Regions from separate parts of the Gasterosteus aculeatus genome. Here region 1 is linked to region 2. A link is a contact called in public Hi-C data. All regions are on one chromosome and are shown on one strand. The core of a region is the stretch at or near the end of the contact, and the rest is flanking DNA. Distances in the headings are between cores, read along the strand shown.

What was found. Hi-C and Micro-C count contacts between places; a contact is called where the count stands out from the background.
Region 1: a Hi-C map of skeletal muscle shows a contact between it and region 2, with 4 times the contacts expected there. The contact joins two enhancer-like sites. A contact is called at or near these places in 3 of 6 Hi-C or Micro-C datasets (skeletal muscle and whole body).

Annotation. Positions count from the first base shown.
Region 1 is chr1:17,494,402-17,501,801 of fGasAcu3.hap1.1, forward strand. tyw1 (tRNA-yW synthesizing protein 1 homolog (S. cerevisiae)) reads right to left here. Exons shown (of 17, transcript XM_040170933.2): 9 at 5,337-5,469; 10 at 2,054-2,106; 11 at 1,832-1,950; 12 at 1-60. Among protein-coding and RNA genes, the nearest start is that of tyw1, 12 kb to the right of the region's middle. Within about 2 kb of position 4,525, at least 1 of the 9 cell types and tissues checked has open chromatin away from gene starts, as enhancers often do.
Region 2 is chr1:17,404,156-17,411,565 of fGasAcu3.hap1.1, forward strand. caln1 (calneuron 1) reads right to left here. Exons shown (of 6, transcript XM_040186145.2): 6 at 2,939-5,568. The coding sequence ends at 5,441. It overlaps galnt17 (polypeptide N-acetylgalactosaminyltransferase 17), which reads left to right. Exons shown (of 12, transcript XM_078080927.1): 11 at 466-627; 12 at 911-2,202. The coding sequence ends at 1,045. Among protein-coding and RNA genes, the nearest start is that of galnt17, 16 kb to the left of the region's middle. Within about 2 kb of position 6,091, at least 1 of the 9 cell types and tissues checked has open chromatin away from gene starts, as enhancers often do.

The sequences.
Region 1 (7,400 bases), core at 3,275-5,774, 89 kb after region 2:
ATCTTCTCAGCGGGGTCCATCTTCCAGCGCCACTCGGTGCCCACAGGGTTGGTGTGATGTCTGTTGGTGGGTGGTGCAGAGAAGGCAAAACAGATGAGATAACCGACGCTACTTCGCCACCCGTTCGATGTCGCCACCCGTCTTTTGAAAAGACAGTTGTCTCCGTGTGTGCGTCCACAACTGACACGATCCACCAGTCTGATCCGTCGAGCATCGAATGCATTTAGTCGTCAAAACGGGCTATAAAAAAACAGCAGATGGACATATTCTATTTACTGTATATTTGTCATAATAAAAGCTTCCTGCTCCTAAAGGATTAATGGAACCTTCGGCTCATCGGGTAATCAGCGCCGCTCTCCGCCCGCTATAACGCACATTGTGGCCATTTAAACGCGCACTTGATTGGACCTCTGCCAAAGTCAAAAACCAAGTGACACCGAAGTTGATGTGTTATTTGGTAAATGTTTGGGTGGGGAAATGTATGTATTGACTAGTGCGCTGCAGCAAAGTGTTAAGTGCTGTGAGTGCAGACTGATGTTCTCACTGCTGATGATGACCGTTTGAGAGGCTCCTGATGCCAGAAAATGTAATAGAGCGAGGAGTTTAACAACAGCTGGAATGGAATGTGAACGCTGAGTCGGAGATTCAATGTCATTCATTTCTTCCAGTATTTGTAATATTGATATATAATATTGGTTAATCTGTAACGCGTAATGATGATGATGTCATGATGTCAACAAAAAATACTCAAGGCAGAATCAACTGACAGACATATACTATATGCCTCTGATGCAGAAGAATGTATGGCAATGAGCACCTTTCTAACAACGCCAATAATTATCTTTAATTTCGCCCCGTATTAAAAAGAAAAAAAAGAAAAACGCTGTACTGTAAAAGCAAACGGCACCGCCAATGGGTGTGATTGACACCTTCCCGACTGTAAGTGGGATGTAGAGGTGCAACAAGAAATCCTGAGGGCGTCACAAATTTCAAACCGTCTGTTGCGCGCACACGCGCACACACCAAAAACCACACGGATACTGGACAGCCGTTGCTACAGTACAAAGTACTACAGAGTAGTCTGGCGAGATGACGGCTGTGCTCTGAACTTTGATTACTTTACTGTCATGTCGCAAAGCCGTCTTAATAGGAGACTGGCGTAACCGCGGCAACCTTTTCGATGCACAATGTTTCACAGGGACCTGGGGGGAGGGGAAAAGCCTCCGCCGCTCGCCGCTGTCACGATGTATCAGTGTCCACTTATTGGCCTCGCGGTTCTGCCAGCCGCTGGTCATCAGCGTCAACCGGCTCGCCAGGTAAGGGCTCGTTGCTCGACGTGCGATTCATCTTGAATAACGATGTAAACAAGTTGCCATTATAGTGTAACGCTATTGAACCCTGAAGGCGAACGATCTAATGCAGTTTATCGGCCGTCTTAATTCACGCAGCGTTCGTAGCAAATTAGTCTCACTTTATAGTCATGAATCAGTCAGCTTTGTGCAACAGATGCATCTGACCTCTGACTAATAGTTTGATTTGAGTCAGAATACTTGTACCCCGTACAAGTACCGCTTGGAAAATTGACAAAAAGCGATGTCAAGAGGTATCCGAAATGTCCCTCTGCTTATACTTATAAATATGTCAACATAATGTTGAACAACAGTTTTGTTGTGTTCAGATTCTATTGTATAAATGAGCACAGATTTAATGAGAATATCTTGTTTGTATATTTCCACATCCATTTTCCAAGCACCCGCTGATTCCATCCGTTGATCAGCGGGTGCTTGGCTGAAATAATATTGCAAAAGGAGTTACTGCTGCAGGCGCTTACCTCCAGCAGAAGACACACTTGTTGGCACAGGCGAGGCTGGGGGTGGTCTCCATGCAGCGGTGGGACTCGATGCCGTAGAACGTGTGCTTGTAACAGCCGCCTCTCCCTCGCAGCATGGACTGATGGACAGGAAACAAAACCGTTGGTGGCTTTCATGCATTTGGTTGAAAAAATTAAAAAACGCAGCAAACCGCTCGGCGTGTGGAGTCAGCGTCCCGTTACCTTGGTCCATCGGCACAGCTTCACTCCGGAGTGACTGCCGATGAGTTTGTACCCTGTGGGAGAGATGGAAGAAAGAAGGACCAGTGAACACCTCGCCGACCCAGAGCCTCGTGGGCCAAAGATTCAGCCGACAATTAACACATTTCACATTTTAACATGAACTCGTGATGCAGCTCAAGGGCACGTCAGCAGCAGGGAGGACAGCATGGCGTGTCCTTTTAAAGTACCCCCCCAGGTGTGCCTGGCCACGCGCGGTGTCTCGGCTCCGGTTTCTTCCACACGGCCTCCTCTGTGATGTTTATCAAAGAGAAAAGCTTCACCTGGAACGCTTAATCTGCTTATTAAATATGGGAGCATGCTGAGGGGACGGCGTCCAGGGGAATCAAGCAGAGCATGAAAGACCCAAACGGTTCCAGTCAAGTCAAGCAGCAAAGGAACAGAGTTGACTCAGGTGGGAGCGCGGCTTATTTTCACACCTTTTACCGTTACATCCCTGTGGCTGATCCACCTAATCAAAAGGATATTCGTGTGGCGGTTTGATGATAGATGAGTGAAATACTCAATTATTCATCAAGGCCGAGTGGTGAAAATATTCATTTGTGATACACCAGCTGAATGAGCAATTCTACCTTTCATCGCTGGTGTTATTTTGGGAATTAGAACTACCTCACACACAAACTCTTTTTCGGTTTGTGGTGCATTTCCTCTTTGGGTCGAAAAACGTTGGTGACCCGCGGCAAATTGTACATCTCCCCGACTAAGCCTGCTCGCAGCGGCTGCAAGACACGTTGAAAAATACAAACTCCTGAGCGAACACGGCTGTGGAAACCAAGGTGTGGAACTGGACCGCAGGCGGCTTCGTTAAGCATCGTCTCTCCTGTGTGTTTGTTTGGGGGAAAATTGATTTCCAATGCGCCCGTCGATGAGGCAACGGGAGAGGCTTGGGCCAAGGTGAGGGGGATGAAAGACGAAGATAAATAACGTACCATCTCCCCTTTCAATGTTGTCGCTGAGAATACGACGTCTGCTGAAAACTTTTGGCAAGATATCAATATTTAAGAAAAAAGGAGGTGGGGGGGGGCTGGAGGGGATCAGGTTCACCAGGAGGCACCGTAACAGCCGGTGTGGAAAAAGGAGTTTCTGTTTTCCATAGAAGACAGTAAAGCCAGACATAATTAGACTCCGAGCATGCAAGGTTGTAGATCTCTGGAGACAGAAGAGTGCCACACGAAAGGCCCACAAAGAGGTAGTGCAGGGGCACTACCAGTGGGACAAAGCGCTCGTGTGTGTGTGTGTGTGTGTGTGCGCGCACGCGCTGGGAGACAGAACCGGGGGCAGCGTGATCGGGTCAACGGACAAGAATGAGGGAACCAAGCCGGCGTCAACACACATGAAAGGGTGAAGGATGAGGAACAAAACAATGAAAAAGCCCCAGAACACCACAGAAGGGTTAAAACGGCATCCAAAAAAAAGAAAGCCACTACATTCAGATTAGTTCATCTTTTGAGTGCAGGTGTTTGTTTTTTTGTCATATTTAAAGATATTCCAATGTGTTCCTGGGACGTGGCGGATGGACAGCGGCAAAGATAATCCCGCTGAAACGGATTGAAAGGCCGTTTGTTACTCATCAGCTTCCATCGACTGCATTAGTGACCAGCTGCTCGCGACCCTCTTTCCAGAGGACCTCAATTCGCCACTTAGACAAGGTAAGCTGCTGCTCGAAACAGCTGCGGAATAGAAGCGAGTCCTTACCCGCCGGCGTTCCATTGCTTTTGAACAATACGCAGTACACAGCGACCCGTTTTTTGGCAACTCAGTAAACAATTCAGACTTTGATGCTCTGTCCTCCACTCCGAGCTGCCCGAGGGAAACAGAACGAGCAGGGAGGGACTGCGTTTCATCAAAGAGGGGGACATCTAATTTGTTTGGAGAGGTCTGCAGCTTCGTTTTGTCTCACAGGGACTAGTTTCCCCCACTCCTCCAAAAAAAAGTGATCAAAACGAGGAGATCACATGTCTTTAAATCATTAAACCGAACCAGCCAAAGAGTAGACCGGTCAGTGTATGCAGGTGACCCCTTTGCCAGGATGGACTGCATGGTGTTCATTACATTAGAATGACTGGGACAATGCACATTTCTGTTAACCGAGGAGTCAGTTCCATTTATTAGCCAGTGGCGGAAAATAGTTTAAAACTGACAAACATTTTGTTTGTTGCCATTATCTCTGACCAGGAAAGAAAAAGCCATACGGGAAAAACAGCCCAATATCACAAAAACAAAAGCCAACGCTTTCATCACTCATTCTTTTATTGCACATGAGACAAACCGTCGAACCGAGGCCCGCTGGTTGCCAACATGAAGCAACATTTGGTCCGATGGAGAGAGGTCTCGCTCACAGAGTTCTATTTATAGAGAGTAAGGCGAGCCGGCCGTGGGGCTGAACTGGTGACCAGAGTAGAGATAGTGAAACGCTTCAGACTGAACTAATGAGACTCGAACGCCTGCACAGAAAACACGTGGACACACTTCATGTGGCTTCACTTACTAAGACACAAAAGGTGCAATGTCATGAATGCTGAGCCACACTCAACACTTCAGATGACTACAATACACCTAAACTTTTCAAACAGGTGACTGTGTTTTAAAGGTTTTTACATTATTTCCACCACATAATCTCAATCCAATCTAACTTCTACTATAAACAGAATGGGTTGAGTGATATTGCCTGTAGGTTTGGTTATCAGTGTGCGTGTGTAACCAGAGTTCTGTGAGTTAATGCCTCCATGAAACAAGCAAAACTAATTGTTTTGGGCCTGATCCATAACACTCCATTCCAGTAAGAGGTGACTAAAGTACGGACCACCACACAACGTCAGATCGCTTTCTCCCACCAGCGTATTAGCAAGAAAATAATTCTCAGCCTTGGCTGTCCAACCGCTCTCATAAGCAGTAAATATTCTCTGCAAAAATGTATCTACATGAACTTCCCTCCTGGATATTTGTGTAAGATTTAATCGTAACATCTGAAAAACTGGCATGACTCCTAACTCGTGTTTTGAAATGAATTACAACTTTGCTACCTTTTTACTGTGGAGTGCAGCTAGATAATATAAATATATTACACCGTATCTGGTGACCTCAGCGGATGTTCTTTTGTAAATGGCCAAAAGGTTATTCACTGCTGTCAAATAGTCACACTCACATACAACTCATTATTTGCATTTCCTGGAAACTCTACTTAAAGAACAACACAATAAAAAATGCAAACCTCTATTTTCCTCACCTTGTTTGGTCAGAGCTTCTCTCAGGGCAGGGGTGATCATCTCTCTTCTTTCCCCCTCATCTTCAATCGTCTTCACTCCGTTCACTTTAGACAGCTTCACCATCTGGCTCTGGTCTCCTTGACCCGCTTTGCTCTGTGGAGACACAAAACTCGTTATATTCCCGTGACGGCATCGCAACCGGCACGAATAATCATAACTGAATAAACTGTGAACCTGAAGAACAAAAGAATGTGTTTCAGCAAACTAAAAAATAGGAGATATGTTGTTTAAATATGCAAATGAGGCATTATCTTGTGCTTATATGCAAACTTTCAGCGAACCTGGGGGAAATCAACAGGACCAAATAGACAAAGCGGTTAAATAAACAGTTAAATGTGTATTTCGGATGCTTTCTTTCCACCAGTCCGGAAAAAAATATGATAACGAAGCAAAATGACTGTAGTGTCTCGTCTTGACTGACAAGAACCGTAGTTCCTATCCACCTTTGTCACGCATAACAAAAACATTGAGGAATCCCCGGTGAACCAGCCTTACCTCACCTGTAGGGGAAAAAATGAATACAGTGGTAGTCGTGAAACGTTACAATCAGCAGCGACAGAGAGCGCTGATGGAAAAAAGAGATCACAAGAGAACACGGCTCAGTACAGTGATCCTTTTTAACTGTGACAGTAGAAACAGCGTCTTTAAACAACCCGTCAGAATATGTTGCATCTTGCTTGCCACATGATTTGATGCTCACCACTTTCAAGTCGAAAGGAGCTCCACCAAAGTGTTTGATGTAGGATTTGACTGAAGATCAAGGGTTGAGATTATCCCGTCCTTGTGTAACTTCATGTGCCACATAACCACTGAATGACACAATACGTGAACAAACGGGACATCGCCCTTTGGGTATCTGAGTCAGGATCAAGTCTTCATGTCACAGTTACATCATTGCAGTATGAGGCATTTACACGGAAATATTACTTCACTAGGCTAAAGAAGTTCAACCTGCCAAAAACAATGATCATGTACTTCTACCCCGCCATCGCCATCTGGTACACTGCAGCCACTGCCAAGGACCAGGGTAGACTAAAGAACACCATTCACTCTGTTGAGAAGGTGATTGGCTGCAATCTGCATCCAGTCCACAACCAGTAAGTCCCGCAGAGAGATTGTATCCGCCCCCGAGTCCACGGCCAAGACCGCACACCCCTATGTCATCAAAGTAGGCCTTGACACAAAGGTTTGGGTACCACTGGTTCAGGGGATACTTGGAAAGAAGAAAAAAACACTCAAACCGATGCTGTGGACCAGACTCGATCCCAGTTAGCAGTCACTCAACCAAGCAGTCTGTGTGGGGAAGCGTCTGCCTGCATCACCAGAAGGGTGTTGCTCAAACAGCAGGGATCGAAACATGGGGGCGAGGGGGGGATTCTGTAGCCTGAAACACAAACCTCCCAATAGGGGATTCTGACAGCAGACGTGAAGTGAGCGGTGCAACAAGCTGCTCCCGCGTTATTGGTGTGCAGCGCTCGACCCCCTCCACCTCCCGGCCAGTCGCCTGGGTTTTAATGCTGAAAGACTTATTCCCAATAAACTAAAGCGCAAATGTCCGATAAAAGATTTTACATGATTCTGTAGGGGGGGGGGGAAACTTGTGAATCTGTCGGTTAAATCCACTCATCAATTAGCGAAAAAAATGCAGAGGAGAGTTACCAAACCCATTTAGTGGATCAAGGACAGCAATAAAATCAATAACAAACGGTACATTTCTTAAACAGCGAGTGTGTGCTAGAGCGTCCGCGTACCCTCAGTTTATCTGGACTTGTTGGGACTCACCGCGGACGTACGGGTTCTGTTGGGTTTCTGCAAGCTGCCACTTAACCACAAAAGGCTCTTTGAGTTCATATCTGTATTCATTATGCAATTTAATTAAAATAATAAGTGTATCAAATTAAACAAGTTAAATCATGTGGAAAAGGCAAAGTCAGTATCGTGCCTGGAGGACGGTATAACTGAAATATTATGTTATCAGTACCTGACTAAGAAGCTACTTTAATTGTCAGATATTTAGCATAAAA
Region 2 (7,410 bases), core at 4,841-7,340:
CAGTGACGGTGATGTGCAGCCTCTTAGGGGAGAGTTCTGCTGTCAGGATAACAAGGTTTCTGTGTTGCACTTTCTGCGTTGAAGCACTGAGTCGGCCAGTGTCTGTTGCTGCCCCGCCGGGCATCTCTTTTCTAGCTTGCGGTGGTAACCAGTGGGCATCAAGGAGCATAGGCCTCGGTTTCAGAAGTAGAATACTAAAATCTAGCAGAGCTGAATTTAAGTTCCGGCAGAGAGCGCAGCACAATAACACCAAGACTCTCAGGTGTCTCTTGCATTTTGGTCGCTAGTCACGCACTCCCGCCACCACATCCAATTCCCCACGCCAAGAAATCAGACGGTCCGAGCCGTCGGCGTTTTCTTGAAAACTTCCCTGATAACACCTTTGAATTTTTACTATTTCTACTAACTATCTTAACTAACAGCAGAAACAAAGTACGGGATTGCTGTCTGTGTGTTTGTCTTCAGTTGGGACGTTACACCAAAGAGGGTCAGCTGTTCCTGGGCCCTCTGGGCAGCACCGGGGACGACACTCGCTGTGTGGTGGACGATCAGATCAGCAGCTTTCCTCAGCTCCTCAACTGTGACAAGTTGACCAACGTGAAGCAGAAGACCTGGCATTTCTCTCAGGTAGGGAGTCCATAAACTTTTTTTTTCCAGTAAAATAACTAACTTAATAACTTGTTTGCACAAGGTGTCAAGAAGTGTAACTAATCAAATGAAAATGGACTCCTTTGTATTTGGGTAGTATGATCCAGCGATTCTACCTTTGATTGAGTAGAGTAGGCCCACAAAATAGTATCAAAGACCCTTAAAATGTCATCAGAATAGTGATTTTTTTTAGTTATATAAAAAAATGATGATCTGTGCACAGCGATGAAACCAGAACGATGTCTCCCTCCCCGCTCTGCAGAATGAATCGTTGATAAATCGCGCCACGGGACGCTGCCTGGAGGTGGTACCGGCCAACGTTTACTTCGGCCACCTGCTCGTGCTGCAGCCCTGCTCCGGGCAGAGGTGGACCATCAAGAACACCATGAAGCAGTAGTCAACTCGCCCATTTCACTGGGACCAGTGACACCGGAGGACATTTTCAGAGACTGTCTTCTGACCTCGGCTCAGACAAGGAACAACTGATGGGGGGGAACAGGCTCCTCCCATTCTCAATAAAAAAGACAGTGGTGGTTTGAAGGAGATTTGAGAGGTCAACATCTCAGTCATACGAGGGTTGTGAAGAATGTTTTCACAAAGTAGACATTTAAACGATGCAAATGTATCATAAGGACTGAACTTAACAGACTTTCCATGTGACATTGCCATGATTCCTCTGCTACGTCTCCACCATGTTTTTAGGTGTAACGATGGCGATGTAATTAGCCCAAACTATGTTCTGTCCTATGTAGAGGCGGGAGGAGGAGGTTACCATCTTCACCCTTCCAAATGTTTCTGCATCATTTCATTCTGTATCATATTCGGTCTGGAAGATGTGTAGAAGAATAAAGCACCAGGAGTTTCAGTAATATACACAATCCATGGGTAGTTTGTCCTTAGAGGTTCTCCGCTTTTTAGCTGACGTTTCCTGAAGTGAGTATTTACTTATGACAGCCATTCATTTGTGTCAAACATTAATGCTCCACAGCCATTTTATGTTTTTTCTTATCAGTGGAGGCCAAACTATGTAAATAGCTATGATTTTTAAGATAATAAATATTACTTGGTGTAACACAGCATATTTCTTTGCAACTGCTGTGAATCATTTAAAAAATGACATTGTCAAAGACTATTGGGCTAAGATCTTGTTTTCTATGTTGTGGATGCATTTGTCTTTTTTTATTGTAATTTCTACTCAAAGCATTCGATAGCACTAAATGCAGTACATCTTGTAGCATGATTGTAAGTACTGTATGCACATGGAGAATACGTTTATTTGAGTTGAGCCTCCTAACCCTGTTAACTGCTGAGTGCCATAAATACTGAAGATAAACCTAATGGGCTGCAGCCTGAAGCACTTTCCTGGATACAGAGATACAACTGCAGACTAGAGGAGGAAACGTGCACAAGTGTATCGGTTGTGGAAGTGCTGGAAGCCTTTGAGTCCCGTATTATTATTGTATTGAGATGCATATGATGTCATGAATTCAATTAATTCCATCAGTTGGATGTTTTGCCTTCAAGATTGTCTTCCAATAAACAACTGGTTTCCTGGTTTTTGCATTGTTCCCATTTCTGAGCAGAGAGTTGCTGTTTTTAATTTTTCATGAATTGAGTGGATTTGATTGATAAAACTTATTTTGTATATTCTTTTAAAGGTTCTAAAGCAGTGTGTTTGTGTTGTATAGTGTGTCATGAAAATAATGTCATTGGCAACAAGTGCAGTTTGTCAAAAAGTCAAGAGAAAGCAAGTCACACAGTCAGAGCAGATATGATAAAAAACCAGGAAATAGCATGAAAAGACAACAGTGTTAAATTAAAATAAAATACATGAAAAGTGTTACAGTGTTTCAAAAAGGTCACAGTAGTATGTCATAACAAATACTGGAATAGCATGTCAAACAAGCAGGGAATACAATCTAGTATAGCATGACATGAATGATGATAATATAGTATTTTAATAAAGTAATAACAACATTAAAGTACAGGCTCACTGAAGACACTCTTTCATTGATGTAGAAAACAGCTATCGGTCTGGATGAACTTCTGGGTTCTGAGCTCTCGTTGCTCTGAACTGACGCTAAATACTGATCCTCAGCTGGACTTGATCGGTGAGACGGTGATTGATACATCAGGGAGTGGTAGTGTGAGTCTGTGGAGCGTGTTACATTTACTGAAAGCCATTCCTTGAGCCCATCAAAAGGTGTTTTTGATTCAGTTTAAACTACGTTGGGGTGTAACTGTCTTAAGGATGAACATTGGTCCAGTGTAAAATAAAACAAAGCACCTCTTAAAAAAAACAGTTTTATTGCATCAACGCTTAATTATATATGACTTTTGTATATTTACAATTTCATAATTCTTATGCCTGTAATAAATATCACAACTAAAAGTATTTTTCTAGTCTAAATGTTTAAATATTCTACATGCAAAGTATGTATAGTGTGTGCTTGTCAAATACATTTGCTATTTTATTAGCTATGTACATATCAATCCAATCATCACGCTACTGAAGAGGCGCCGTGAAAGAAAACTCTTTACATGCGGGAGGGACAGTTTGATTTCAGCAGAACTGTAACCACAGTTACTGCAACTCAAAGAACAAATTGACAATAAAACACTTTTCCAGATAACCACTACATGCAAGCAGCGACTAGCTGTGAATTCTGACACTACTGTAAGATGACAGAAGCACTACAAAATGAGTATAACCTTCACAGATTAAAAGAAACATTCAAAACAGAACCAGTGTGATCTACATGTTTTTTCTTTAGCTATTCATCAGTGAACCGAAACCCTTTACAGATTCAAAAGGACTTTTGAAACTCATACATAGAATCCTCATATGCAAGATCAAACACTGTCATAACCTTCCCGTAGTGGAGACACACACGCACACACACTCAAGCTGCAGGGGGAAAACAGCGACCCTCTTCACCTCTAGATGGCACTCCTACACAAACCGACGGCCCTCCTTTACATTTCACTGCAATGGATGATGGGCACAGTGCATAAAATAACAAAACAAAATAAAAAGACAAGAGTAATAGAATACTATACAACGTTTTTCTTCTAAATTGATCTTGTGTGTGTCCATCCAGTAGCCACGTGAGACCGCGTTGTGTCTTTTCCGGTTCACGTGGTGGTTCTATGGCTTCGGCACAAGAGCTTCGACGTGTTTGTGATGTGCCGATCTCCTTCCACGCAGACATACTGTACACCTCGGGCAGACACTATGACTCACTAACTAAAGACGGACTTGATCGCATGCGTTTGACGACAGGGGCGACCACATGTTGAGACGAGTCAGTGCAGGAGTTCAGAGCTCGAGCGGTGGCTTGATGCCCTTCAGGGCCGTGGGAAAGTGCTTCAATCCCGCTCAGTTTTCACAGAATTGTCATGTTTCAAAATTCCTCATCTGTAGTCTACAAACCTATAATCCCACGACGGGAAACTAGTATGGGAAACATTTATTGGGGTAAATTTACTTGAAAAAGCTTAAGGCGATTCAACTTTTTACAGAACTAAGTTCTAATTCAATTAACTAATTGTGATTTAAAGACAAAAGAAAATCCACCCTCTTGTGTGATGTGTCTTATTCATTTCCACACACAAAAAATCTTTCAAAGAGATCAATTAAAGCTTAAAAACGTAATTTACTGACGGGATCAAAAGAAGCTGCTAGACACATTTACATTGAGAGTAAAAGGTTCAGCTGTGGGTTGATGAACTTCGTCTCACTTCCCTCCTCCCTTTGTCCTCCAGTACAATCAAAAGGCATTCGTGGAAAAGCAGGAAATCAATAAGAAGTACACAATGCGGACTGACAATGAGCTAAATCCAATCCCCTGGCAATAAAACCTGTGGTGGGCTGAACTCCACAGACCACACTACATCTACAGTTCGATGGGAGCATGGATTTTATTTTGGGAGGATGGATTTTATTTTGTCTTTTTTAATATCACGCAAACAATTGTTGTCACCCAAACAGCGTTCAGACTACCAGAGCTCCGGTGTTCTTTCTCGAATGTTCCAAGGCCCGAAACGCAAGCCCGCGGTTACTGCTTCACCTTTGTGTCGGCTCCACCGCCCGGTGTGTGGAGCCGACGAGCCGCGGCACCTTATTCAAGCCCACAGACGCCGGCGTGGAAAATAGAAAGTCTGAGAGCTGAAGCACGGTGGCACCACGAGCGCCGCAGGAGCTGTGGCCCGACGGCGTGTACGGATCCTTCCGCTTGAGTGGTGGCGAGGTCTGTCATCATGCTCCCAGGAACTATAATAAGGGGCAGTTGTTTCCTTTCAGGGCCCCTGCAGCCTTCATCAGACTCTTGGTGGGTGACAGATTCACAGCCATGTCTCGCCTGCGGGGAAGGTGGGCAGCTCTGAACTCCTGCACTCAATCAGATTTCTTTTTTTTTGTGTGTAATTTTTTTTTTTGTATTGCATCAGGGAAACAGACAGCGTTATTATGTGTAATGTCAGCCCTTGAGTGTCCCTGTCAGGGTAAAGGGTGTGGAGGGGGGAGGGGAGGGGGGGGGGGTCCTGCGTGACTCCTCGCGCTGGCTTCATGGTTTTGTAGCACGTCGGGTGGAGAGGTGCCTCTCGTTTGGAAGAAAGTCAAAATAATCTTTCTAGTTTATTTTGTCTCGCTTTCTTTAATTGTAATTCCTTGTAGTTCTTTGCCTATCGAACGGGGAATAGGCCTCACCCACTGGCATGCACATGCAGGCTGGCTCACCCCCCCCCCCACCCCTCCCAGCACCCCCAGCACCCACGCTCCCAGTGGGCGCTGCTACTCCATGCCGTTCCTCAGCATCTGATTGGCCGCGATGAGCATGACGCTGATGATGAACGCCATGGCAAAGGCGCAGATGAGGCTTTTCCTCACGCACGTCTGACGGTTCTTCTTGGAAGGGTGAACTGGAAGAGAAACGAGGGGACAAACGTAAGGCGCCAGTTTAAAAGATGCAGACATCTCCGCCGCTGACTTCATTCTGAATGCGTTATTATCACCTGCACTCAGAGGAAAAAATGCCACCAAGCACATTAGGCGTGACAGTGTTCACTCCTTCATGAAGTCTGTAGATTTATTAATGGTGGAGAATGTGTAACGCAGCAGTGAACAACATAGTCTTTAGTGATTTAGACCTCTCTGTCTAGACAACAAGCTGCCAAACCTTTGCACAGCAGACATCCATCAACTCAAGTTACTCTCTGCTTGAGCCTCGTGCCAAACGGCAAAGTACAACATTCTCCACAGAGTCTGCGGCCCAAGGAAATGCAGTCGGGTTTCGAGCTCCCGAGATGGTTGCCGGGCAGAACCAACAACTCTGCTCTAGATAGCAGCTGAATGAGCAGCGGGTTACCGGGGAAGTGATCGGCGCAGAGGGACACCGAGGTGAGCGTCACAGCTCACAGGCCCAGACGGCTTTCACAGCGCGAAGCCGTCTGGGCTGGAAGCGCCGGCGCGGTGCAGAATGGGAAGGGCCCACTCAGCCCTGTGAAAGCAGTGGTATAATGCATCCGTACACACTGGAAACAGGCGTTTGAGGATTCATGGATAATTGAGTTGAATTATTACAAACAGCCAAACAAAGGAGACAAAGCATTTCTGTGGTCAGTATGGACGACATCTGAACCTTATTAACGTGCATTCATGGACATCAGAAGCAGGTAGGATTTAATAAATTCAAGCTGCCTTATGGAAAATGTAGCATTGCACACATTTGGAGCGAGACCCATGATTGGAATTAAGGGGGGACCCCAAATAAGCATTTGTCTTTAACCAGCATAATGCATCATGCATAGTGCAGCATATGTTCATATGTTCACAGCTGGAATTTACTGTGCATCTGTGAATCTCAGTCAAAGAAAAAAACAACTTTTATTGATGCATGTGGAGCAGTGACACAATGACAAAATTAGCTTTTAACGTGCCCTTTTTTATGAGCGGTAGTCTGTAGAAGTGCGGCTCCACTGGTCTTTTAGGTATCTAGCTGGCTGGCATCAATGCTGTGTAGTGCCTTTGAGTGCAGTGTTTACCCGGGGGGGCGCCCACTCTCTGCCCCCTGTTGAAAGCGTGCAGACAGAGAGCGCGCGCTGCAATGTTGAGCCTGGGAGACGATTTCTTTATATTCCTTTTCTAACTAATTTCGTCATTATTTTATCTCCATAGAAGTTTTTTAGGTTTTTTTTTTCCCGTGTCAGGTCTGGGAACATTGGATGTTGAATGCGTACAAATGGGAAACTGATTTTGGACATATATAAAATGAGTCGAATATTGAATTGAAGATATTATAATATGAGGATGTTATAATTAGAATGTATTAGATGGTAATGATTATATCATGTGGGCCATATTATGTTTGGTTGAAGAAGCTTTAGGTCAAAGGTGGAATCATTCAGTGCTTTGTGTGATATTGATTAGGTGAGTGACGGAGTTCCAGGTTCAGCCACCAGATGGAGCCAGTGAGGAAGGTAATAAAATAGCTGGGTGTAGCCGCACGGAGGCAGAGACGTTTGGTTATGCAGCCAATCACACAAGGCTGTGAAATAATAAAAACACTCGCACGAGATACAAAAACTGTACCAGAGGTGAGACAGAGGCTTCCGGAACTCCTTACTTGACCGTCTGACGCTCTCTCGGCTTTGCACCACGGGCCGGGGCGAAGGAAAAAGTACGCTGAGCCTTTCTTCTGGAGAGGTTTGGACTCCATAATAGTTACATAAGTCAGGGTGTCAATGGAAAGTGCATGCGTTCAG